Regions from separate parts of the Zea mays genome. Here all the other regions are linked to region 1. The links are chromatin contacts, called in public Hi-C maps. All regions are on one chromosome and are shown on one strand. Each heading gives the region's core, a stretch centred on a gene start, on an enhancer-like site or on the middle of the called end of the contact. The rest is flanking DNA. Distances are from core to core; before and after follow the strand shown.

Region 1 (5,696 bases), core at 2,091-4,590:
CACTAGCTCATAAAATTTGGTACAGGATGCAGAACAGGAAACCACCAAAAATGTGTTTCCACTAAATTCAACAAGTTAGTATCTGCGCTGCTACACATACTTGCCTCTGTATTTGGGCTTGGAGTCTCTATCAGGCTTCCCATCCTGGGCTGGCTCGAACACGGCGGAATGGAGGTTGCCCTCCTCCATCCACTTCTGGTGGTTCTCCCTGAACTCCCGGTGCCGCTCTGCGGCCAACTTCTCGATCTCCTCGGTGTAAGGTGCAACCTTCACCATGGTCAGCAGAACCCGGCTGTACCGAAAGCTCAGGATCTGCTCAGAGGAGGTGATTAACTTGAAGCAGGGGTGCTCAGGGAACTGCGGGTTCGCAGTGCCATCTTCACCTCGCAGTACAGGGTAGAAGAAGACGAGCCTGCCACCCATGACTACCATCCTTGCGGCAAGGTGGAGGAGGTCATGGACGCACTCTGCGAGGCTATATGGGGCGGTTGATGGGATGTGATTGTCCCGTTTCTCATCAGGCACTGTGTAAGGGCCTTTGACGCCTTTTATGAGCTTCCGACCACCAGACTTCCGGCCACCGGCCCGGACTCCATATGGTGGGTCACAAATTATTGCATCGAACATCTGATTGATGACAAGCAGTGGTATTTTCAATTAAGACAAATCTGATCGAGAAAGTAAGTTTTGACATAGCTCATAGAGGCAGAACCGCAGAAGCAACAATAAGGGCAGGATCACAAATTGTAGACTCCAATAAAAGGAACTATTCGCTAATGAAAGCCTAAGAAAGAAACTAAAAAGCTCATAATATAAGCTTTAATCAAATTTCATGTAGCAATGAAATTATGCAACAGCTTTATTAGCCATTTGCAGAGAAGGCTTTCAGATTAAGTGATAGCAGTAATCACGAGGACATTTTAGAACACCCCTCCCCCTGTGCTGTCCCACACCCACAAAAAAATAGTTTGGTTCTAGCACTAAAGGCAATCTACCCAAGTTCTATATTGTGCATTTTGTGGAAAAGGTTACCTCACACTTTCAGTTCATACACTAATAGTAAATGATGCACAAGTGTTACCTCCTTCAATCCAGGACGCCAGGGTGGGAGATTGTTGTCTGCCCTTAGCAAACACAAAGGCTCTGGTAACTTATACTGATAAACAGACAACATGTTAGTGCTTAGCATTAAATCTAGCATTCCAGCCATTTAATTAACAAATAAATCCCTAAATATTCTTTCCAAAAAGAAAAGGTGAATAACTAAACATGGATGTTTTCCACGACTTGAACTATTAAGTCAAAAAAAATCATGGCATAATGAGACTAATATAACAAGCATGGGCATGTTAGATTCCTGTGTTGGCTTGCCTTGCCTTGCCCACAAGAGAAAGCCTTGCCCTGCCAGCCCAAGCAAGCAGAAATAGCTCTCCCTTGGAAGCAAGACAAAATCTTGCCTGCACAGATCTCGTTTGATTTCTCACTCAGCAGTATAATGTGTATAATGCGTATAATGTGTGGAATGTATTGCATTGAGCCTCTAGAGAGAATATATAGGAGTACATGACTTGGAGGGCAAGAAGCCTATACTAGAGATAAGGAAGGTTATCCTAGATATAAGGAAGGTATCCCGGGATTACACTCAATCCTAAACCAACCATATCAGGAGTTGCCTAATATACTCTAACATGTCTAATATACTCTAACAATTAAGTTGCATGCACCAACCAATTTAACCCAAAAGCTTAAGCTAATAGGAGGAGTGGACAATTCACTTATATTATATTCCAACATACTCCAATTGAATCAATTTAAATAAATAAAAGAATAACAAAACCCTGTCTCATCTCTATTGGTAGAACTATGGTATGGAGTCTCAAATCTAGTATCGCTAGACCAACTTATGAGTGTCACTGGTTTGTTGAGATAGCTAGAGATAAAATCAACAAAAGTCATAAATATAGAGGATAAAAGTTCAAAAAAAGTATTTGTCGTTTCAGGGAAATCACTGTTGCCACTTGCCACCATCAGTTATAACACCCACCATAATTTCTGTACATATCCTTTTCATGAGGCTCATAATTCCAAACAAATTGCAGATGACTGGGCTATAGAGACAACAATAACATGCAAGAACTGATTGAAGATAACAGTGTGAAATTACCTGCTCAAAGTTGCTCCAAACATTGCAATTGGGGCCACGACCATCCCGTACAACCCTTATATCAATATCTGCACCCTGAAAAGCCTTTATCAGAAAGACATAGAGACTAACAAAATTAAAAAGTATATTTATTCGCAGAAACACAAACCATCGTCATAGCTCCAAAATGTGCAGCTGCAACCAAAATGCTCCCGGTCCCAACAAAAGGGTCATAGACAAGCTTCCCAGGCGAGGCCAGACCCTGATTGGCCATGAGGAAAGCCATTTCAGCATCCATTGCAGTGGGGCCAATGTACTTCCTACTCTTGAGCTGGTATGTTGGCAGGAGATGCCTATCAGCTGCTCCAACCTCCCGGCCAAAGAATATCGACCTCTTGACAACCGGTGGGAGACCATTGTTCGACCCATAGTCATCGGTCTCCATGACAAAGAATCTGTGATCAGGCTTCTTCAAATTAACACGTCCCTGAAAGGAAACAAAAAGGTGAAGCCTGGTTAGGCGACTGATACCATTCAGCATCCACAAGATCAGCACCAATAGAAATGGAGAAAATAATGTCATCAACCTTGAATGGTATGTAAGTGAGGCTCTGTATGATCTCGTTCTGCTCTTGGGAGCTGATCACCTTGCCGAAGCTGTCGATAACGATCTTGAAGCTGCTTTCCGGGACCAGGAACGGAAGCTTCCTCTCGTCGGGGTACTCCCTGACCGACTTCTCCAGCTCCTCGTAGGTAGTGCCATAGCCCCAGAGCTCGTAGACCCCCTTCACCAACAAGCCTACCCCGCACGACGGCAGTGAATCACGCAGAGGAATCAATAAACGGGAACATGAGGAGAAGACTGGAAAGTATAAAGGACTTGAGCCCGCGCTTACTGCGGTTGGCGACCTGAGCGGCGAGGCGCTCGTCTCCAGGGAGGCGAACGAGGTGGAAGGGGGAGTCTACGTGGTGGTTCTCCGGCATGCGCCACTCGACGGATTCACGGGCGCCTGGGCCGGCAAAGAGCTCGGCGAGGGACTCCACCTCCGGTCGCCGGTAGTCCAGGAGCCTGTGGTAGAAGACGCATAGATACCACATCTCTCTTGTGCTGCTTTTCTCCGGTCACTTACTATTCCAGCGGGAGGACGAACCCTGGGGCGCTGTCGTGGTTGGGCGTCTCCAGCGGCGGCGGCGGGAGGGAATCAAACGAAGAAACGGAAAGATTGCAAGGAGAAAGACCTACCTAGTACCCCGGACAACGGCGCCTGCAATGTGGGCCCGCTAAGGTGTCCGCGTGTTTCCATGGGCTGGGCCTGCGCAGGAGCACGGGCCGATAAGTTCTCTTCGAGTTCGTAGCAAAAATAATGGGCCACACTTCTGTGCAACTCCATCATTTTCTCGTTACCAGTGGAAGTATACACGTGGCATAATAAAGAATAGTATATATAAGATGTTTATATATATCTATATAATATTAAATTTATTGATATATTGGTTTTTCAACGTAACAAGTTATGCTAATTGTTTAAAGTCTTCTATATAACCATTACAAAACTTATCAATCAAAAAGATATAAGACCAATTTGTCGCACCGGATTTAAGGATAAAGCCGGGTGCATCTCATATATGCGTCAAAGAAGAACAACACATATAACAACAGAATATATAGAGATAAATGTCACAATATCATAAAAGTAATTATTACATAGTGGAAGTCTCATGAAAATAAAAGATAAACATAAAGCGAACTAAGGTTCATCCTTGGCGCCATAAAGTCGACTCAGAGACGCCACCTAGATCAAGTCGAACTCCTCGTTGTGCGGCTCCTCCTGGGCCACCTGTTCTTCTCCTGTGGGAGTTGTTGGAACTTGTTCTCCCGAGCAAGTTTGATCCAACGGGGGAGTAGAAGTAATGCAGACAAGGTTTTGCTCAAGAGGGCGATTGCTTTCTTGATCTCCCCTTACAAGGGCACTGTGCGGGGGTATTTATAGGTGCTCGAATGCCTAGCGCCTCGGGTTAAGTACGCATGTGCCCTCAAGCGCCCAGGTTATCCCCGGAATATTCCCATTAAAGTAGGGTTACAGACTGTAATTACAGAGAAGCCTTTACAAATCAGGCCCGTAATGCTCCGCGGCCACGCAGGGCCTGTTATAATGGGCCAGATTGCACGTGGGCTTTCGTGTTGGACGACGCCGCGGGATGGGACGACCTCGCCAGAAGCCTTTGTTCCTCGGTCGCATTGGACGAAGGGTGGAGTCTGCCAGTCGTCTTGTCTCCGTTGGTGCAGCGAGACTGGCGAAGGCATCGAGCGAAGGGGTCTGTCGGTTGTCTTTTCTCCGTTGGTGCAGCGAGACTGGCGAAGGCATCGAGCGAAGGGTGGCGTCTTCGCCTTCGCCCCAACATTTGCCCTCCGAGGGACCAGTTCGACTAAGTCATCTAGTGCCGAAGGCGTCGCTAGATGGTGGAGACGCTGCCCTCGCTCGAAGTGGTTCCGCGGGGGTTTTTGACATGACCGTTGATTGACGGCGTACTGTTGGATTGCGGGTTTCCCTAAGCGTCGCGCCCTGTGTATAAAAGGGGGTGGGGGCGGCGCAGGTTGAAATTTACCCTTCCGCGCACCGCGAAAACCCTAACCTCCTTTTCAAACTGCTCGCTTGCTCGTGTGCCCTCCTTGCTCCTGTTCGTCGGAGATCTGGCCCGCGTGAAGCAGACCGCACGCCACCGTCGACGGTACGTAGCCATGCCATCTTCCTCCTCGTCTGCTGCGACCACACCGACGGCCGAGGCGTCGTCCGAAGATACCTCGGGCACTGTGGCGGCGGCAGAGTTACGGCCGGGTGATACGGTGGAATTTGGTGTTTCGCGGACGGCGGATGTCGTCGGTCTGCGTGCAAGATATGCAACAGTTGGGGTATTTTGGCGGCGGGGTTGGGCGCGTCCCGGGGGCAGAGGAGGTTCCCAAGCCCGAGGGCGAATTGGTTGTTTTCGAGGCATTTTTCATCACCGGCCTTCGCTTGCCTGCGCACCGTTTTGTGTCGGAGGTTCTGCAGAAGTTCGAAGTCCAGGTTCACCAACTGACACCAAACGCTGTGGTGGCGTTGGCGAAGTATGTCTGGGCAACGACATCGTATGGCGGTCAGCCTTCGGTGGAGGTCTTCGCTAAGCATTACTGTCTGCACTGGCAGGAGAGAAAAATTGGACATGAGATTGCTCAATTCGGATCATGCACTTTCACGCCGAAGTCCGGGAAGACTTCGATGGAAGTCGTGGAGTTGGTCCCCTGTGCCCAAAATAAGTGGGCAACTGGTGGAATTACTGGTTCTATGTTTCAGAGGCCGAAGTCAAAGACCGCCCAGGGCTCCCTGCAGCCATTATGTGCTCTCATTATTATGTGGCGTACCCGCCATTTGAAGTAGCAGAGGATGATGAGAATGAAGTGGCCCTTCGGATCGCTGCCCGTACGAGTAGTGGGCGTGATCTAGTTGAGGAGTTCATAGGGTATGGGGTGTGGCCCTTGGCGCATGGATGGGCGTTGGGCGAAGTATGCCCTCGC
Region 2 (5,696 bases), core at 2,250-4,749, 460 kb after region 1:
ATTATCATTATCTTGATGGTTGATCTTTTCTTCAACTTGGAGTTTCTTTTGACTCCTTGGTTGCTTGAATCCTGCGGCTTTTCACACCACGCTGGTAACACTCAAAGCACTCGTTGCGGGCTACCCTTTTTGCAACCCTCTTTTACTCTTTTTAGGCTAGATTTCAAGATAATTCTATAGGCATAAATAAGCTGACCTATTATAGTATATAAGCGAGAAGGTGATGAAAAATGCATATGATGAAATAAGTTTTACACGATGAAGCTTATCTAAACTATTTCCAACACAGGAGTCTTAGAAATTAACACATAGAACTCTCAGGTCATCTCAAACAGTAAATAGTAAGTACTCTAAAGACTAGTATGGGAAGTCCATTTTTCTAAAGAATTTCTATTTTCTCAAAGAAAAAAGAATTAATTTTCTTTGAAAAATAGAAAATGGGTTTCCGAGCTAGTCCTAAAAGATGACAAATATGGAGAAGAGAAAGACCATAGCAAGCAAGCAGCTTTGAACATCGCGCTTAAAAAAAGGACGCTTCATGAAATATGTAGGACTATCTCTAGAGTCCATACTAATCTCTTACTTTTTATACTATTCATTAGCACATTTAAAATTAATTAATTCAACTAACTTGAAGCTCGAAAATTGGAGACGCCCGAGCGGCCTTGTTCATCTTTCGGAATTATGGGCAGTAGGTATTTTGTCTTTAAGGCAGCAGATCGGATCGCGTTGCCGTGCGTGGGGATACCACCGAAACAAAGCAACGCGTGCTTCTATAGTTCTCTCTCACGCCCGGCACCGTCCTCACTCCTCAGTCCTCACCATTTGAGTATATATGAATAGGCCATAGAGGTAATGCTAAACAACAACGTTCAGACAGCAGCTAGGGACATCAGAGTGCAGACACGCATTATCACTACTATTTTACATCACCATAATCTCGCAAAAATCTACACATCAGGCTACAAGAGATGAAGAGAACCCATCAGCAATCAGTTGAGCACAGAATTTCACGACTTCATACAGTCAAGGAAGCACCGTTATCGTCCAGTGAAAGGCTTAGTATCATTGTAGCTGCCTTGGGTGCCCTGAAAAAAAAAACAGCAACATCCACCCATTAATCAGGTAACTGATCATAGCGCCAAATGTTCATCGTATTCGATGTCTAAACAACATAATACTGATTGTTTGCCACACAAAGCTAATGCTTTGCCATAGCAAAGTATGTCACAACCCTATGCATTATATGCCCATTAATTAGTAAACGCCTAATGCTTATAGCAATGAAATCATCCTGGTCAGAACTATCTTGGGAGGATGATTCAGTAAGGTGATTTATGTGTTAATTGACCATGCTAAAGTGTTAGCATCAGTTATGTAATCATAGTGTCCCATCCCTGAGTGTCCGTCGGTTTAGATTTTATTTCCAGCTGAGTCAATGAACAGTTAATAGCGCCATAGCTGGATGCTGTGTTTATAATCTATATGTGCAGTAAAACAACATAAGGTAAATAGGTCAAACAAACACAAGGCAATGAAGTTTACCATGTTTCAGTTGTTTGATATAATGCGGCAGAGCTTCCAAAGCATGAATTAAGCATGTCAGTATTCACAACACCAGGGCTAAGAGCAATGGCTGCCAATCCAGGAGGTAGCTCTTTAGCTAACGAGCGTGTCAAGCCCTCAATCGCCCACTTCGAAGCACAATATGGAGCAACCTGAAATGACAATGTGCAATTTAGTATGCATTGAGGATTTTGATTCATCAGAAAGAAACAACTATAATGCATTTGATGGTTTTCTGTATGACCTCTGCAGCAGCAGATCTTCCCCAACCAGAGGATAGATTGATTATAATCCCATGTCTCTTCTCTATCATAAGTGGTACAAAATGGCGAAGCACATTTGCTGTTCCCTTGATATTTGTATCGACCACCATATCAAAATCTTCCGCTGGAACATTCCATGTCTTGTTATTCTTGTTTATCGTACCAGCGTTGTTTACTGCCAGAATACCTCAACGGTTAGAATCCAGGAAATCTTCTTTTCTCATATACTCAGAATGAGCATACAAATATGTGATTCCATAATAAACTTCATGGCTCAACTGCATGCAGACACAAAGCATAACCAACCTATAATATCTGGAACTTGCTTCTTTTCTACAACAGTCTTTGCCAGCTCGGCCACACTGCTGTCAGACCTCTGCAGCAGAAGCATAAAACAATGCTTGAGAAAATGTTTTCACATAGCAAACAATTTAAAAAAACAACAGTCAGATTATTTAAACATGTCACTGATAAAATGTAATTCTATTATCATCTCACTATTGTCCAACACTTAGCAACAACCTTATGTCATCAATGTACTATCTTTATGCATCTATGGTCAAATTTTAAAAACGTTTGGTGGGAACTCTAGACTACAATACCCCTCTCCACATCCCTAGTAAGGCCTACTTTGGGTACCCTAGTATTGAGCTCAATCCACATGTATTGAGGTGGATTGGGGTGGAACTTAAACTAATTTACACCCCAATCCACCTCAACACACGTGGATTAGGGTCAATACTAGAGTACTCAAACAAAGCCTAAGGTGGAAACCAGTTCTTCAATGTGGAGAATGCTCCAGCAACTCATGCATAAACTGTAGTCGGAGACGATAATTAACCCCCAATGGCTACTGTATGCATAACACTGCAAAAATGTAAGCATAAAGATTTCCTTGAACATCAAGTATTATCATACACAGTTACCAGCATTAACTTATGAGTTCAAGACGCATGGACACTCAGGTGATCAAGCTACCAGTCAAACAACAAAGTCTACCAATCTGTAAAATACCCATCCAAGGTTCTGAGCATAGGATGCATATACAGCAGCACTAACCTACAGCCTAGTGGGAGTAATTGAGATTTCGTTCATCAATACACTAGCAGTGGGCTTTGAAAGCATAAAGTTCAACCAAGTGCAGCGGTTGGGAAACCCAAACGAAAGTGAGCACTGAAAATGGAAATAACTAGAAAAGCAGCGCAGCAACTGCGAAGCAAAATTCCTATTAGTACTTGAACGAGCACCGGAACCTTACAACGTCGGCGACGGTGAAGAAGTGGCGCGATGGCGACGTGATCTCTTCCTCAAGGGAGCGGAGGTGCTCGGCGGAGCGGCCGCAGCCGACCACCGAGTGCCCGCGACGCGCGAGCTCGAGCGCCAGGGCCCGGCCCAGCCCCCTGCTGACCCCCGTGATGAGCACCGTCCTGGGCCCCGCCGCCGCCGCCCTCGCCGCGGCCGCCGCTCCCCCGCCAGGCTTGGGCGCCGTCATCCTCTCCACTCCTCTCGCTCGCTGCGCCGCACGATGATTCCAGTGCGTGTGGCTGCAGGCAGAGAGGGCAGCTCGTTGTTCTCAATGTTTCTTGTGAAATCGGCCCATGGAGTAAAGCCTTGATTAAAAGGGAAGATGGGCCCATAGTAAAGCCTGAGAGGAGGGTCCCGGCCCATCGACCTCACGGTCTCGACTCTCCTCGCAGGGACACGCACACGTACCCACCCACCTGTGCACACAGCGCCGTCTTCTGGAGCAGCGTCCGAAAGTGTGTGGAGAACCTGCCCGATCCCTCCCGCCGCCTCCGACCTCACCGTCGGCGGGGTAAGTAACCCTATCTCTAGCGCTAACCCCATCCTTGGTTGGCTAGTCCATAATTTGTGATCCCTCGGCTCGTTAGCCCTCCCGGATACGGTGGAGAACTATGTCCTTTCTTACTCGATCGTTAGGCTTGTTGTACTCGTAGTCCTCGGATTGGCCTGTGATGCGTTGCTGTCTCTTATCACTTGTTGGGTTCTTGTGCTCGAAAAACATGTTACTATCAGAGAGAAAGTAGGGTTGTTCCCCCCTGTAAGGGCTTAGCAATTTTGCTCCTAATTTATGCGCGGCCTGATTGAAAGGAATCCTTTTCATTTTTAACGAGCTGGACATTCTTGTCTAAAAGGAGGATATGGAACGATCGGGTTCGTGAAGTAATTCGTGTAATTACAATTGGACGAATTGTGTCATGTAGGCGCTAACTACTAAGTATTCTGTAGTTTGGGGCTTTAGCAGATTTATTGATAGAAATCAATAATTAGGTTCCCTCACAGCTTTTCTTTTAAAAATCAATAATTAGGTTGAGTGTGATAATAGGAGCCTGCAATGGCATTTTTCTCATCTCACCTTTGACATTTTGTTAATCTCACCTTCGACATTTTGCTGATCTCCTAAAGATGAATTTCATGCTGGCTGATTGTTTCATCATTTATATTTTGTTTCTCAGTTTTCAATTGCAGTTCTGTACCTCATGGTCTTCCTTGTGATTGAGTTGTCATAATTAACTCATTTATATGCAGCTCAGCTTGTTCCTGGGGTCTGATCAGCCATGTTCAAGAAACCTGTTGATGTGAAAACCATACAGCGCTTGTCTGGGGCAGACAAAAAGAAGCTAAGAAGAACTGCCAAGGGAAGGTTTCCACAGGCTTCTGATGCTGACCTTGATGCCATCCTTCCTCCCAAGGTGGTGACTTCATTTGTTTTCCCCATTTACCCTTTTCTTTTATTTACATCATCTGTGTCTGATGGAAAAATAAGTAATTTACATGTTAACTGAGTTCCATGTCCAGCCTTCCTTAACTAACAAGGACTAAAGAATTTGTTGTTGATGTTAGTGTAATATGGGACAATAACATGTAAAGTTACGCTAATGGAATTACATGCTTTTGATCCCTTGCTCACCCTCACCTCGTCTAACAGAGTAAGAAGTTAGTGGACGGTGTTTGGTTCTTTCACGTTGTCACCAGCTACCTTCTTATTTATGAAAACGAGGAATTTTCTTGCTCGCTCTAAAGAGCTGATTTGAGTCACCACCTTCCTCAGCAAGGCGAGGGCGAGTGGCAGGGGAAAGGCAATCAAGCTACCCCTACAGATCATCATTATATGACTCCCTCAGTTCCTTTTTGTTAGCCTTTTTAGCTTAAGCGCACATATTGAGGAGATTCAAATTTAAGGGGTTGGCAAACAAGAAAAGGCTGCATTAGCCCTAATCTTCCACCGCTCTGTCACTTTGTGCATTCATGGAGAAAATAAACCAGTTTTATGCTATCCATTTATTGGCTGAAGCCTTTTGAATTCCCCATCCTCTTTCTCATGGTGGGTATAGGAAGTGGAGATACAAGCTGTTGGTGACGAGGCAATGAATTGGCAGGCATGCATCATTACACGGGCACTAAAGAAGCAAGGGTAAAATAGGAAGAAAGTGGTTAAAGATTCCCTTGAAACCATACATGCCTATAAAATGAAGAAAAAACTTTCTAATCATAATACGCCTTACATAAAGAAATAAAGGAGTACATGTTAGTGTTTTGGTTGTCACCATCAGCTTGGCACATACATTGTGCAATAGAACTCTTGGCTTAGTGAAGGAATAGTAGCCTACTTGTTCATGTGTGCTTGTGAAATTTCGACCCGTAACATTTATTTTTTTCTTTATCATATTCCTTCTTATTCCTATATTTATCAGTTGTACTGTGAAAGGAAGGACAGGCTTGGTGCAGTGGCGAGAATTGTCTCACCAGATCGCGGGTTCGAAGCAGCCTCTCCGCATTTGCAGGAGAAGGCTTGCCTCGATAAGGTTTTAAAGTCGGCTAGTCGACTCTAGTCGCCTGACCACC
Region 3 (5,696 bases), core at 1,776-4,275, 420 kb after region 1:
GACCACATGTACTTTAGTGTTTAGAAATAAATAATAAATATATTTGTAGCCTAGACACCGCCCCCCACGCTCATCCGTCTCGTGACAACGCACGAGCACATACCTAGTATTACTTATGATACATGCTCATGTTCCATTATAATTTAGGAAATATTTGAATGCACTAGCGATAACAATTAGCTAGCTAATAAGTAGCTAGTAAAAATAATTAGCTAACTAATAGTTGGTGTTGTTTGGATATCATAGCTAATAACTTTGAAGCAGTTGTTCACGTTCACACAAGCCGTTCGTTCACAGAGACAGAGACAAGCAGCCGTTCGTAGAGAGAGAGAGCGGTGTTCGGCTACAAAGAGAAATAGCTACAGCAACCGTAGGTCTAGCGACGGAGACCGGTGTCTGCAGCGGCGAAGGGGACGAGAGACGGGGAGGAGACCAGCGATGGCGGAGGGGACGAGACGACGAAAGACGGGCGGCCGCGAGAAGATTCCGCCCCACCCTACGGGCTCGACATCAACGTGAAGAGCGCTGCATTCACGCCGTCTCGAGGTAGCGGTCGATGTCTTGAAACAGAAAAAAAGAGAGAGAGAACGAGCGGTGGGTACTGTGGAAAAAAAGGAATAGGGATGGTATTAGCTGATTTTAGCCGGTGTGAATCAGGTAATTGAGATATAACTAATTTGTCTTTTCTATACTATACTTAAAGTATCAGTTTCAACGGTCGTCATACGTCATTTTTTTACAAATAACCCCTCACAGCTATTTCAAATTAATCTGTTACACGTCTATAGATGTCAAAAGACGTCCGACATAGGCTAGATGCACGCGGGCCACAACTATAGCACATGCACGTTATAACGGCCAGCTAACTGTGTCGGGCCAGCCCGTTAGCCCGTCGATCCATTTAATTAAATCCGTGTAACGACGCCCGACACGTGTTAGATGCACGCGGGCCACGACTATGGCACAAGCACATCATGCCGGCCTGCTAACTGTGTCGGGCCAACCCGTTAGCCTGTCGATCCATTTAATTAAATTAGCGTAAAATGTTAAACAACGGTGCAGGAGGTGGGGTTCGAACCCATGTCCTGATGGAAGAAGGGCGAGAGACATAGGGTGAAACTGTCTAACCAGTAGAACATCACGCTAAGATATTTTTAATATTGAATATAAATTGTATATAGGTATATACGTTTTTTTTAAAATAAAAAAATAATCGTGTCGGGCCAGCACTATGGGCCGAGGCTACAACCCAAGCACGGCACGACGTTCTTTGCTCTTGCAAGCATTAGGTCGTTTCTGAGACCACATTGACGCAATGGACTATATGATGTTTGAGGTTGCTGAATTGGATGGAGCAACAATGATTTGTCACACTAACAACAAAATGAAAGGTTATTTGTTGGTTTTAAACGTTAGTAATTGCTACGAAGTAGCGTAATTTATATTGCGCGCATCCAGTTTTTATTGATGCCTAACTTTAGCAATCACTCCATATTTTGATCTATCTTTTTTATAAGTTTGACTTCATGGGACTTATTTTATAAACTTGATCTCACAAACTTTCTCTTATTTTGTCTCTGTATGATGGAATCATGTCATTTTATAATCTCTGTTCATTCAGTCAATCGTTGTGAACTCTCTTCTAATCGCTCACTTCATTGGCCATGTTGTACCAAGACATATTTGCATGGAGTAAACAATAACATCAGTTAGCCAAATCAAAAAATATATAATATAGAGAGGGGAGACAATAAATAAAAAATATTGAAATTTTTTGATGGATAGTTTATGTGGGTATTGTTGTAAGTCGTCGCAACGCACGGGCAACCGACTAGTATACTTAAAGTATCAGTTTCAACAATTATCATGCGTCATCTTTTTAAAAAATGTAAAAGCATGGTAGCAGGTGTGGTTTGAATACACACCCTGATGGAAGAAGGGTAGAAGACATTAGACAAATCTATCTAACTAATAGAACATCATTCACAGATGTTTATAATATTGAATATAAATTGTATATATGTATATATGATTTTTTTTGTAAAATAAAAAAATAATCGTGTCGGGCCGGGCCGGGCAAGCACTGTGGGTCGAGGCTACGATCCAAGCACCACACGACGCTCGTGCCGGGTTGGCCCAGACACGGCTCATTTAGCCATTTATACATCCGTACGATAATGATGGTCATCGTCTCAGTTACCACCACCTCGTTTATCATTCTACTTCTTTTATCTCTCCCTGCATGCCTTCACCTCCGCGCCACCCCATTCTCGGCAGAGGGCGTAGGAGCAGGCGCCTCCTCCCCGTATTCGTCTGACATCAGCACCGACACCGACTCGCGCAGTGATTATCTTAGTGATGAGGAGTCCAGGCCTGAGATATTGGGCAACTAAGGCTCGTAGTATGGCAGCAGTCGGCATATGCTACGGAGTTGTTGGTGGTGTTGTGTCGCTTCGGCGGATGCAGGGCTGGGAAGATACTCGCATTCTCTCGCCCTTCTCGGACTGACGTCTGGTGCGGGTGCCTCTTGGTTTGGAGCTGCTCTGGCTGGGCTTCTTTCTCCGCTTGCGTGCTCTCTCCCTATATATTTAGTGGTATACTATCTATGTCGCTTCTAGATGCCCAGGTCTTCGTCTTGTCCTTCTCCGGCAATGAATAGGTATGTCCGTCTCTTCCCTTCCCCTCCTGCTCTACGAAACCTTGGAAGTGAGGGAGACGAGGGATAGGGGTCTCTGATTTGCTGCATATGGTACTCGTGCGTTCATAAAAAATATTATACGAAGAGTGGATACAACCAATAAAAAATCTTGAATTTTTTTTGGTGGATAATTTACGTGGGTATTGTTGTGAGACTTCGCAACGCATGGGTAACCGACTAGTTATTAGTTAAAGTTTTAGTTAGACTATTTGAATGCATATAGCTAATATTAGCGTGCATTCAAAAACCCACTTATTAACGTTGGCGTTATTATGATACAAGATAATATTATTTTGTTAATTGGAATATGAAGGTACGCTTGGACCCAGCGTCACTTGCATTTGCAAGCCTACTCGACGCCTTCCTTCACTCCCCCCCAGGTCAGGCCCCAGGCGGTCCAGCGCCGCCGCCGGAATGGAGCCGGATTCCGATCAGCCAAAGGCTGCCGCCCGTGGGGGCCACCGCAAGCACCTGGCCATGCTCGAGCGCCTCTCCAAGCGCTCCTCCTCCTCGGTCGGCGCCCCACCCTCGGACTCCTCTGATGCCTCCCCCGTCGAAGCCTTCCTCTCCCGCTTCGCCGACGCCAAGCTCGCCGCGGAGTCAGCACTCTCCGCCTGCCGCTCCTCCTCCCCCGAAGACGACGCGGCCGCATCTCTGGCGGCTGCTGCGGCCGCCATCGATGACATCGATCGCCTCATCGCCGAGGCGTCCCATGCACTGCCCCCCTACGAGCTCCGCGCCGCCCTCGCCACCGCCGCCGACCTCCGCGCGGCACACAGTGTTGCCGCCTCTGAGCTCCGTCCCAAGAAGTCCTTCTCCTTCAGGAACAAGAGCAGGAATCCGAGGAACCCGCCTCAGGATCGTGTCACCGCATCACCACCGCAGCCACCTCCTCCGGAGCAGCCGAAACCTAGTCTTGACGCGATCCTACCAGGGTTCGGGTTCCGGGGCAGGAACGGCGCCACCTTCGTGAAGGATCTGCGAGTCTCCAACGACAAGGATGGGGATTTCACGCTCGCGGATTTGGTTTCCTGCGAGGTCTATCTCAAGGGCAAATGCCGGGCGCTGTACATCCATAAGCTGAGAGATTGCCGTGTGTTCGTCGGGGCTGTTCTTGGTTCTGTTCTTATAGAAGACGTAGATGGCTGCATATTTGTGATGGCAGCACACCAGATCAGGATCCATGAGGCGAGGGTGACGGATTTCTACTTGCGGGTGAGGAGCAGGCCTATCATTGAGGACTGCAGTGGTGTGAGATTTGCACCATATGTTTTGAATTATGAAGGGATTGGAGAAGATTTGAAGGACTCCGGACTTGAGGAGGAGACTGGTAATTGGGCTAATGTGGATGACTTCAAGTGGCTCAAGGCAGTGCAGTCACCAAATTGGCGGTTAGTTCCAGAGGAAGAACGGTTGCAAACTGTGAACATTTCGGAGCTTCATAAACAGGAAGATGATAGCTGACAAGGATTGCTGTCAGGTCTCATTTTGGTTTTCTTCTCTGGATTCATTAGTTTATTTGTGGTTGTGGGGATAATGTTTCGGTTGTTTAAAGTTGATTGCTTGTAATTGTACCAAGAGCTTTCTGAATTCACAATATGAAGCTTGAAACAATTTGGTGTCCTAAACAAGATTAGTTCAGTGGTTTGCATAGCCAAAATTGATAAGAGCAGAGAGTTTGGTGAGCTAGAACCATGCTTCATGTTGGGATTCTACTAAATATTTCATAGTGTTGAAACTACTTTCTTTTAGTTCCATTGATTTGGCTTCTCCAATAATTCTGGTGATTTACTATGTGCCTCAAAGCTAGCATGACCCCCCTCCGGAATGGCAGCCATTGCCGGCCACTAAGTCACGATTTCTGACAGCATTGTCTCCTTTGATAGAGGAGGATTCACTAACCAGGACAGGACGCTGCGTCTTTAGTTTGTATATTTGTTGCTCAGTTGAAGGTAGGAAGGAAGTTTTTATCCACTCTGCATGTCTGCCTTAGTTTTAAGGTAATTTTTACTAAATCTTCATACACCTTTAGTTGGTTGCGTTGGATAATAAATTTATATGAGAACTGGGAAGTATGTGGTGAGGCCTGTGGTTACAAGCGGACTATAGAATCCTTATCACCTTGGTTGCCAATTGGCTTAGATTTTGTGCTTCATAATTTCATGGTAGTACAACTTAATAGTGCCTGTTACTTGTGTACCTTACTAAACTTTGTAAGTTTCCAGTTACCCTGTGTGAGTGTGAGCAACAACAATCAACTACTCCTCCGTTCTCGAATATTTATCACTTGTTAGTTCATTTTTCGGCGGCAAATAAAAAAAAGAGGGAGTACATGCTAACTCATTAGTTTTTTTTAAATAGCTCCTTTACCTCATGCAAACTCAGTGATACTACTCATACGTGAGCCTTTCTGCACCACTTATCTACACTGTGCACCGTTCTCCAATGTCTTCAAATTGCCCTATCTGCTCCTGCTGTTGCTATAGGTGGGACAAGGCGTCTTTCAAAACAGGAGAGGTGCAAGTAATCATCGTTTTGTATTTGTTCATGCTCATTTCCTTCCGGTGCTTCTTGAAGGGTGTTTGGTTTTTATGGACTAATTTTGTCCCTCCTATTTATTCTATTTTAGTCTTTAAATTGCTAAATACAGAAACTGTATCTGTATTTTAGTTTCCGTATTTGATATTAGGGACTAAAATGGAATAAAATTGAGAGACTAAAAATTAGTCCCTAAAAACCAAACACCTCCTAAATGTAATTGCTTAATTAGATTTATTTTGCTATATTTTCAACTGATGTTTAAGTCATGAGCAGATTTATTATTTTCCTTACTGGGTACATGAGATGACATGTACGTCTGGATCTTGAGTTGATAGCAGAATGGATGATTTTTTTTTCCAATTGTGCAATCTCAAAGATTTCATCTTTAAGAACATATCTTGTGCACATAGAAGTTTATAGGGTGTTTGGTTTGAGGCATGAGTTGGTCCATCATCTT
Region 4 (5,696 bases), core at 2,376-4,875, 300 kb before region 1:
TAAAGGCCAAAAACACCCTATTTAGAGGCCTTTTGTAAGGAAGTGTTTAATCATGTATAGAAGCAGACCAAGGATATCTATGCACCATAATCGAACATTTTTACGTTCCATGAGGGAACAACGATTAAGCATGAGGAATGATGCCACCCTATTATGAAGAATGCTTCCTCAAGAAAGTGCTAATAACATGGATTCTTGCCTAAATGTGCTTGTATAGAAAGTCAATGGGATACGACTCACTCAATTGTCATGACCTGCACCACCACTACGGATGATACATGATCGACAAACAACGGGAGAAAAGGACATTGTTAACCGAAGTGAAGTGCCCCTTCCCTCTAATTTTACCTTTATTGTGATGATTAAGGCTTCCCAGTAAAACCTCTAGATCCCAAGTTCGATCCCCCTCGAAGCGAATTTCAGGCTTGGTTAAAAAAAAATCCTCTCACTATGCCTCGCCCGCTCTCGAGATCGATATCCTGTGCACCACCCTCTGGTTGGGTCGTTGCAGTAGACAGTTGTTAGTGATGGGAGGCCTAGGTTCGGGGTTTTTTCGGTCTCTTCTTAATATAATACCAGAAAAGGACGATCTTTCCCTCTCCGTCCGAGGATTTTTTTTCTCTTTCAGGGACAAATGTAACTAATGCCTTAGCATAAAGGGGAGGGTTGGGGACCAACACAAGGATAGGAGAACACGAGGCAACACATGAACACACACACTCGCATCAGAGACTTACGAGTTTTTCCCTCTCTCGTCCAGCTTGTAACTCCTACTGCCCAGCTTGTAACTCCTACTACAAGCAATATAGTGCCGCTAGCATAAGCTAACAAGACTGTAGTAGTGACATTTCGTTCAAACCAGTATAATCCTTGTGTCCTACTTGCACACCATCTCGGCCTTAAAACGTGTAGCACAAGTTTACTAGTCAGACACTCACTCGAAACATCGACAATTGTTGGTTCACTTGATCATCAACTAAGATAATCTTGGTCAGAGAAGCATCATGCCTTGGAGTGGACTAATCTAACTTCGTTCAATTTTGACTTCGCTTCTCGGCGAAGTATATCTTGTGGCTTCGCTTGATCACCGACAAAGAGGAAGATTTGACTTCAATCTCTGCTTTGAGTCTTCGTGTTCAGGTGAAGTAACCATTCGCCTTCGCCATATTATTTGTTTCTTTTTTGAGCGAAGATACTCCTGAAAATGTATATCAAGTAAAGAGTAGATAATTGTTCTTCAACTCCCCGGGGACTGTGTTTATCCAAAGTCAGAGCCCCAACAGGTACCATATACAATTTAAACTAAATCAGAATCTCTGAACCTTCTAACGTAGAATTACCATTCTCAGGAAACAATCTTTTTTTATGAAAAGGGAAAGATCAGCTGACAGCACAGGGCACATGAATATTGGATTGTGAACTCAAGGAACTCAAACTGGATTGGATCAAACTCTTGCAACTTCTGCTGTGATTGAAGCCTGACAGATTACACCATGACCCAAGACTTGGAACGTTGAATCAACTGCAGATGATTCTCTGGGTAAACCTCGTTGAGCACTTGAGCTCTCAAACTGGAGATTGAAAACTCTGCACGAACAGAAGCCCTTGGCTCGAGCTATTTTGCAGTCTCACAAAGCTTAACAGAGTGCCACGAGGATGCTGGTGGCAAGGGAGCGAACCTCGCCTACCATCACCATAGCAGTGTGCCAGCAATACAAGAGCAATGCTTTTATACATGGGCAGTTCCACTCAAGTCTAAACAAAAATTAAGCTGGTGTTCAGTAGGATCCTCTGCTACGCTCATATGGTCGAGAAGCTTCCCCAACATCTCATATATCTTGTCTGCCTCGCAATGAGAGATGTCATCAGCAACGAATACATGCTTTGCACTCCGCACCTCAATCCAACTGTAAGCCTGATCCTTCTTAAGGCCCTTCTCCTTCATGAGCCCCCTGACTCGACGTGCATCATCCCACTGTCCTGCAGCTGCATAGATGTTTGACATCATGACATACCGACCACTGTTCCCAGGCTCTAACCTGAAGAGAAACTCTGCCACTTCTTCTGCAAGCTCGATATTTCCATGAAGGCGACATGCACCTAGGAGAGCTCCCCAGGATCCAGCTGTACCAGGACCAATCCTGGATGGCAAATCTTTGATGAACTCAGTCGCTTCTTCCAGCTGGTGATTCCGACCAAGAGCATCAATGAAGGCAGCATAGTGTTCAGCCCTTGGTTCAACACCATGGTCCTCCATTGATTCAAGAACGAGTCGTCCATTAGATACTAGACCAGAATGGCTGCAGGCCGTGAGGACAGCGAGGAAAGTGACATGAGTTGGACGAACTCCAGCTACCAGCATCTCCTCAAAAATAGCAAGTGACTGCTTTCCGAGGCCATTATGTGAGAACCCCGTGACCATTGAGTTCCAAGAGATAAAGTCCCTCTCAGGCATCCAGTCAAATACTGCCATCGCAGCCATCATGTCTCCACACTTAGAGTACATGTCAACGAGTGCATTGTGGATGAAAATGTTGAAAGGGACAGAGCCAATGTTCCGGCGTAAGATGAAGCAGTGCAATTCCTTCCCACGTGTGACAAGTCCAAGTTTGGCACATGCACCCAAAGCTGACACCAAGACAAAAGGCGTTGGTGATACTCCCTTGGCCAGCATCTGTTCGAAAAGCTCAAGAGCGGTGTCCTCCTCTCCATTCTGCTCATGCCCAGATATCAGCGCTGTCCATGCAATCCTATCCTTATCTGGCATCATATCGAACACCTGCACTGCCTCATGGAGCTTCTTCACTTGGCAGTACCCAGAAATCATCGACGTCCAAGTGACATTGTCTCGGATGCTGACCTGATCGAACAAATGCCTCGCATCTTCCACCCTCCGAGCCTTGCTGTAGGCGTTCAACATGGCATTGGCCATGATGACGGTGAACTCCATCCCTGATACCACTACCGCACCGTGCATTTCCCGCAGCGGCCTCGCAGCTCCGATTCCCGCACATGCAGTCGCCACGCTGACCACCGTGAACCGATCCATGGCTAAACCTGGCCCCAAGAACCTGTCCCTGGCCAGCCGGGCAACGACGCGGAGCGCCTCCACCTGCCGGCCGTGGTGCGCAAGGGACGACATGAGGGTGTTGTAGGAGACGAGGTTGCGTGAGTCGGCCGGCATTGTGTCGAACAGGCGGAAGGCGTCGGGGAGGGTGTCCGGCCTGCGCAAGAGCGCAGCGAGAAGCGTGTTGTAGGAGTGCGCGTTCTTGTGTGGAAGGTCGTAGAAGGCCTTGACGGCAGCGGCCGGCGACGGGAGCGAGGAGTAGAGCGCGACGAGACGATTTGATAGGAGCGTATGGCTGGTGAGCGCCGTCTTGACGAGGTGCGCGTGCACCGCGCGGCCGAGATGGAGCACGTCCCCCATTGAGATGGCCCGTTCCAGGAGAGGAATCAACTCCGGGATGGCGAGGGCGCTTCCGCCGCCGGCGGTTGGAGGAGGTGCTGGGAGGCATGGCGGCGGGTGGACAGCGAGCGGCGGGAGAAGGCGGCGCATGCGTTCCCGACTCGACGGCAGCATATGCGCTCACAGACGCTGAAGCTATTTACTGGGCCGTGTATGATAGCGGGCCTTTGGGCCAATCAAGCGGGCCAAGTGGGTATGTGAAGGCGAACAAGCTCAGCAGCGTTCGAGTTGTTGCGAATTGCAATTGCAGAACGGAATTCCATTCCAGAACCATCCTTCGCTCGCCCCCGCCGCCGCGCTGCCGCGGCCATATACGGCGAAAGCCCTATTCGTGCCCGCGGCCGTGGATAGATAGGTCAGTGACGATTGAGAAACCCGTAGTCGGAGCAGAGGAGGGGTAGAGGATGGTGTTCGGTCAGGTGGTGATCGGCCCGCCGGGCTCCGGCAAGACCACCTACTGCAACGGCATGTCGCAGTTCCTCTCCCTCCTCGGCAGGTAAGTACGCCGTTTAGTTCCTCACCGTTGCTTTGGCTGCCCCTCAAGCTGCTCTAGTTAAGTCGAACACGCTTGACCTTGATTTGACCCGCTGCGTGATGCCGTGATTCGATTAGTAGTTGCTTCGGTTGCCCCTCACAAGCTGATCTAGGACTCTAGGTAAGTGGAATACGCTTGACCTTGACTTGACCCGCTGCGTGATTCGATTAGGGTAAGTGGAATACCTTCCTCTGCTAAGGTTGATCGAGAATGTTAGCTGATACCATATTGCTTGTAGCAGAAGTTGTGCCGAGAGTTTAAACTTCACCCTTGGCTTTGTTTTGGTTGGACTAAAGCTGAAGTTGATAATTTGCTCACACGGATGGCTTCTTTATGTGTTTTCCTTGTGGCAGGAAAGTTGCGGTTGTCAATTTGGACCCTGCAAATGACGCATTGCCGTATCCTTGACTCTTTGAGCACCACATTTTTTCCTCTGTACTCACTCTCTCCCTATCAAAAAAAAAAACGTACTCTCTCCTTGATGTTCTCTTGTCACAATTGAACTTTTTCCTTGATTGTAATAAATAGATATGAGTGTGCCATAAACATCGAGGACCTCATAAAACTCAGTGATGTCATGTCTGAGCATTCGCTTGGCCCTAATGGAGGTTGCTCCTGGTCCTCCATTGATATTCAGTAACCTACTTGCTTTTGTTCTAATAATATGACTTTCTTTCTCTGTGGTGTTAAAACCTGTGTCAGGGCTTGTGTATTGCATGGATTACTTGGAGAAGAATATTGATTGGCTTGAAGAAAAACTGAAGCCTTTTATTGAAGGTGAGTAACGATTACCTCTCTGAAGTATGCACATATCTGCAGTGGCAATATCTGTAACAATGGTCATATCCCAAAAGGGCAGAGCATCTGATGGGAAAATTATAAATTGCTAATAAATGACAGACCCAGTGTTGTGGCTCCCGTATGAGTGGGGTCTAGGGAAGGAATAACTGAGGCAAGCTTTACCCCTGCAGTTTTGCAGAGACGCTAAGTCAATCCCGAGACCTTTGGCTCAGTTGGAAGGCTTCTCACTTCTGTGCTAGGCCTGTCCTTCAAATTGCTAATATCGATAAATTTGTTATTTTACACAGGTCTTTCTATGTGCTTGGACAGAACCAATTATATACTAGTAGACTAATCATCCAACTGGAATTAGAATTAGCTTTTTATAAACCCTATTCTGTTATCCTGAGGATTGCACCTCAGTTTGTTTAAAAGTATTTCTGCTGTTTCTTGTGCTATTTCATAGTGTTCAAAGTTATAGACTCGTAGTAGGCAAGCACTGAACATTGTAAACAGTCATACTGCTCAAATTGTACTTCTTTCACCTGTTATTATTGACAGCCAAACTTAACATTTCTGCAGATCACTATCTGTTATTTGATTTTCCTGGTCAAGTGGAATTGTTCTTCCTTCACTCAAATGCCAGAAGTGTTATTAATAAACTCATCAAAAAGATGGACTTGAGGGTAGAGTGTGCTCTTTGTCCTATTTATATCATTCTAATGCTAATGAACTAGATTGTTCAATGTTTTTTCCTGTATTCTACAGCTTACTGCTGTTCACCTTATTGATGCCCATTTATGCTGTGATCCTGGAAAGTATGTCAGTGCTTTGCTTCTTTCACTATCAACGATGCTACACTTGGAATTGCCACATATCAATGTCTTGTCAAAGATTGACCTCATTGAGAACTAT

What was found. A called contact is a pair of places that touch in the nucleus more often than the background predicts.
Region 2: a Hi-C map of ear shows a contact between it and region 1, with 2.3 times the contacts expected there. The contact joins the promoter of LOC100285176 here to the promoter of LOC100280406 in region 1. A contact is called at or near these places in 4 of 25 Hi-C or Micro-C datasets (bundle sheath, ear, leaf and 1 more).
Region 3: a contact with region 1 is called in a Hi-C map of leaf, with 7 times the contacts expected there. The contact joins the promoter of LOC103627298 here to the promoter of LOC100280406 in region 1. A contact is called at or near these places in 3 of 25 Hi-C or Micro-C datasets (ear and leaf).
Region 4: a Hi-C map of ear shows a contact between it and region 1, with 2.2 times the contacts expected there. The contact joins the promoter of LOC100382300 here to the promoter of LOC100280406 in region 1. A contact is called at or near these places in 4 of 25 Hi-C or Micro-C datasets (ear, leaf and tassel).

The regions. Positions count from the first base shown.
Region 1 is chr5:176,658,327-176,664,022 of Zm-B73-REFERENCE-NAM-5.0, forward strand. It overlaps LOC100280406, which reads right to left and starts at 3,341. Exons shown (of 6, transcript NM_001361069.1): 1 at 3,040-3,341; 2 at 2,731-2,942; 3 at 2,313-2,630; 4 at 2,165-2,239; 5 at 1,082-1,156; 6 at 1-627. The coding sequence starts at 3,241. The coding sequence ends at 91.
Region 2 is chr5:177,116,650-177,122,345 of Zm-B73-REFERENCE-NAM-5.0, forward strand. It overlaps LOC100285176, which reads left to right and starts at 3,500. Exons shown (of 10, transcript NM_001158070.2): 1 at 3,500-3,645; 2 at 4,380-4,543. The coding sequence starts at 4,409. LOC100277072 reads right to left here and starts at 3,371. Exons shown (of 5, transcript NM_001150739.2): 1 at 3,088-3,371; 2 at 2,136-2,205; 3 at 1,811-2,004; 4 at 1,546-1,718; 5 at 833-1,088. The coding sequence starts at 3,321. The coding sequence ends at 1,019.
Region 3 is chr5:177,074,041-177,079,736 of Zm-B73-REFERENCE-NAM-5.0, forward strand. It overlaps LOC103627298 (tubulin-folding cofactor C), which reads left to right and starts at 3,026. Exons shown (of 1, transcript XM_008647593.3): 1 at 3,026-4,459. The coding sequence starts at 3,113. The coding sequence ends at 4,162.
Region 4 is chr5:176,354,672-176,360,367 of Zm-B73-REFERENCE-NAM-5.0, forward strand. It overlaps LOC100382300, which reads right to left and starts at 3,626. Exons shown (of 1, transcript NM_001175049.2): 1 at 688-3,626. The coding sequence starts at 3,580. The coding sequence ends at 1,730. LOC100192734 reads left to right here and starts at 3,724. Exons shown (of 10, transcript NM_001137933.1): 1 at 3,724-3,962; 2 at 4,355-4,399; 3 at 4,530-4,609; 4 at 4,704-4,778; 5 at 5,364-5,467; 6 at 5,550-5,696. The coding sequence starts at 3,871.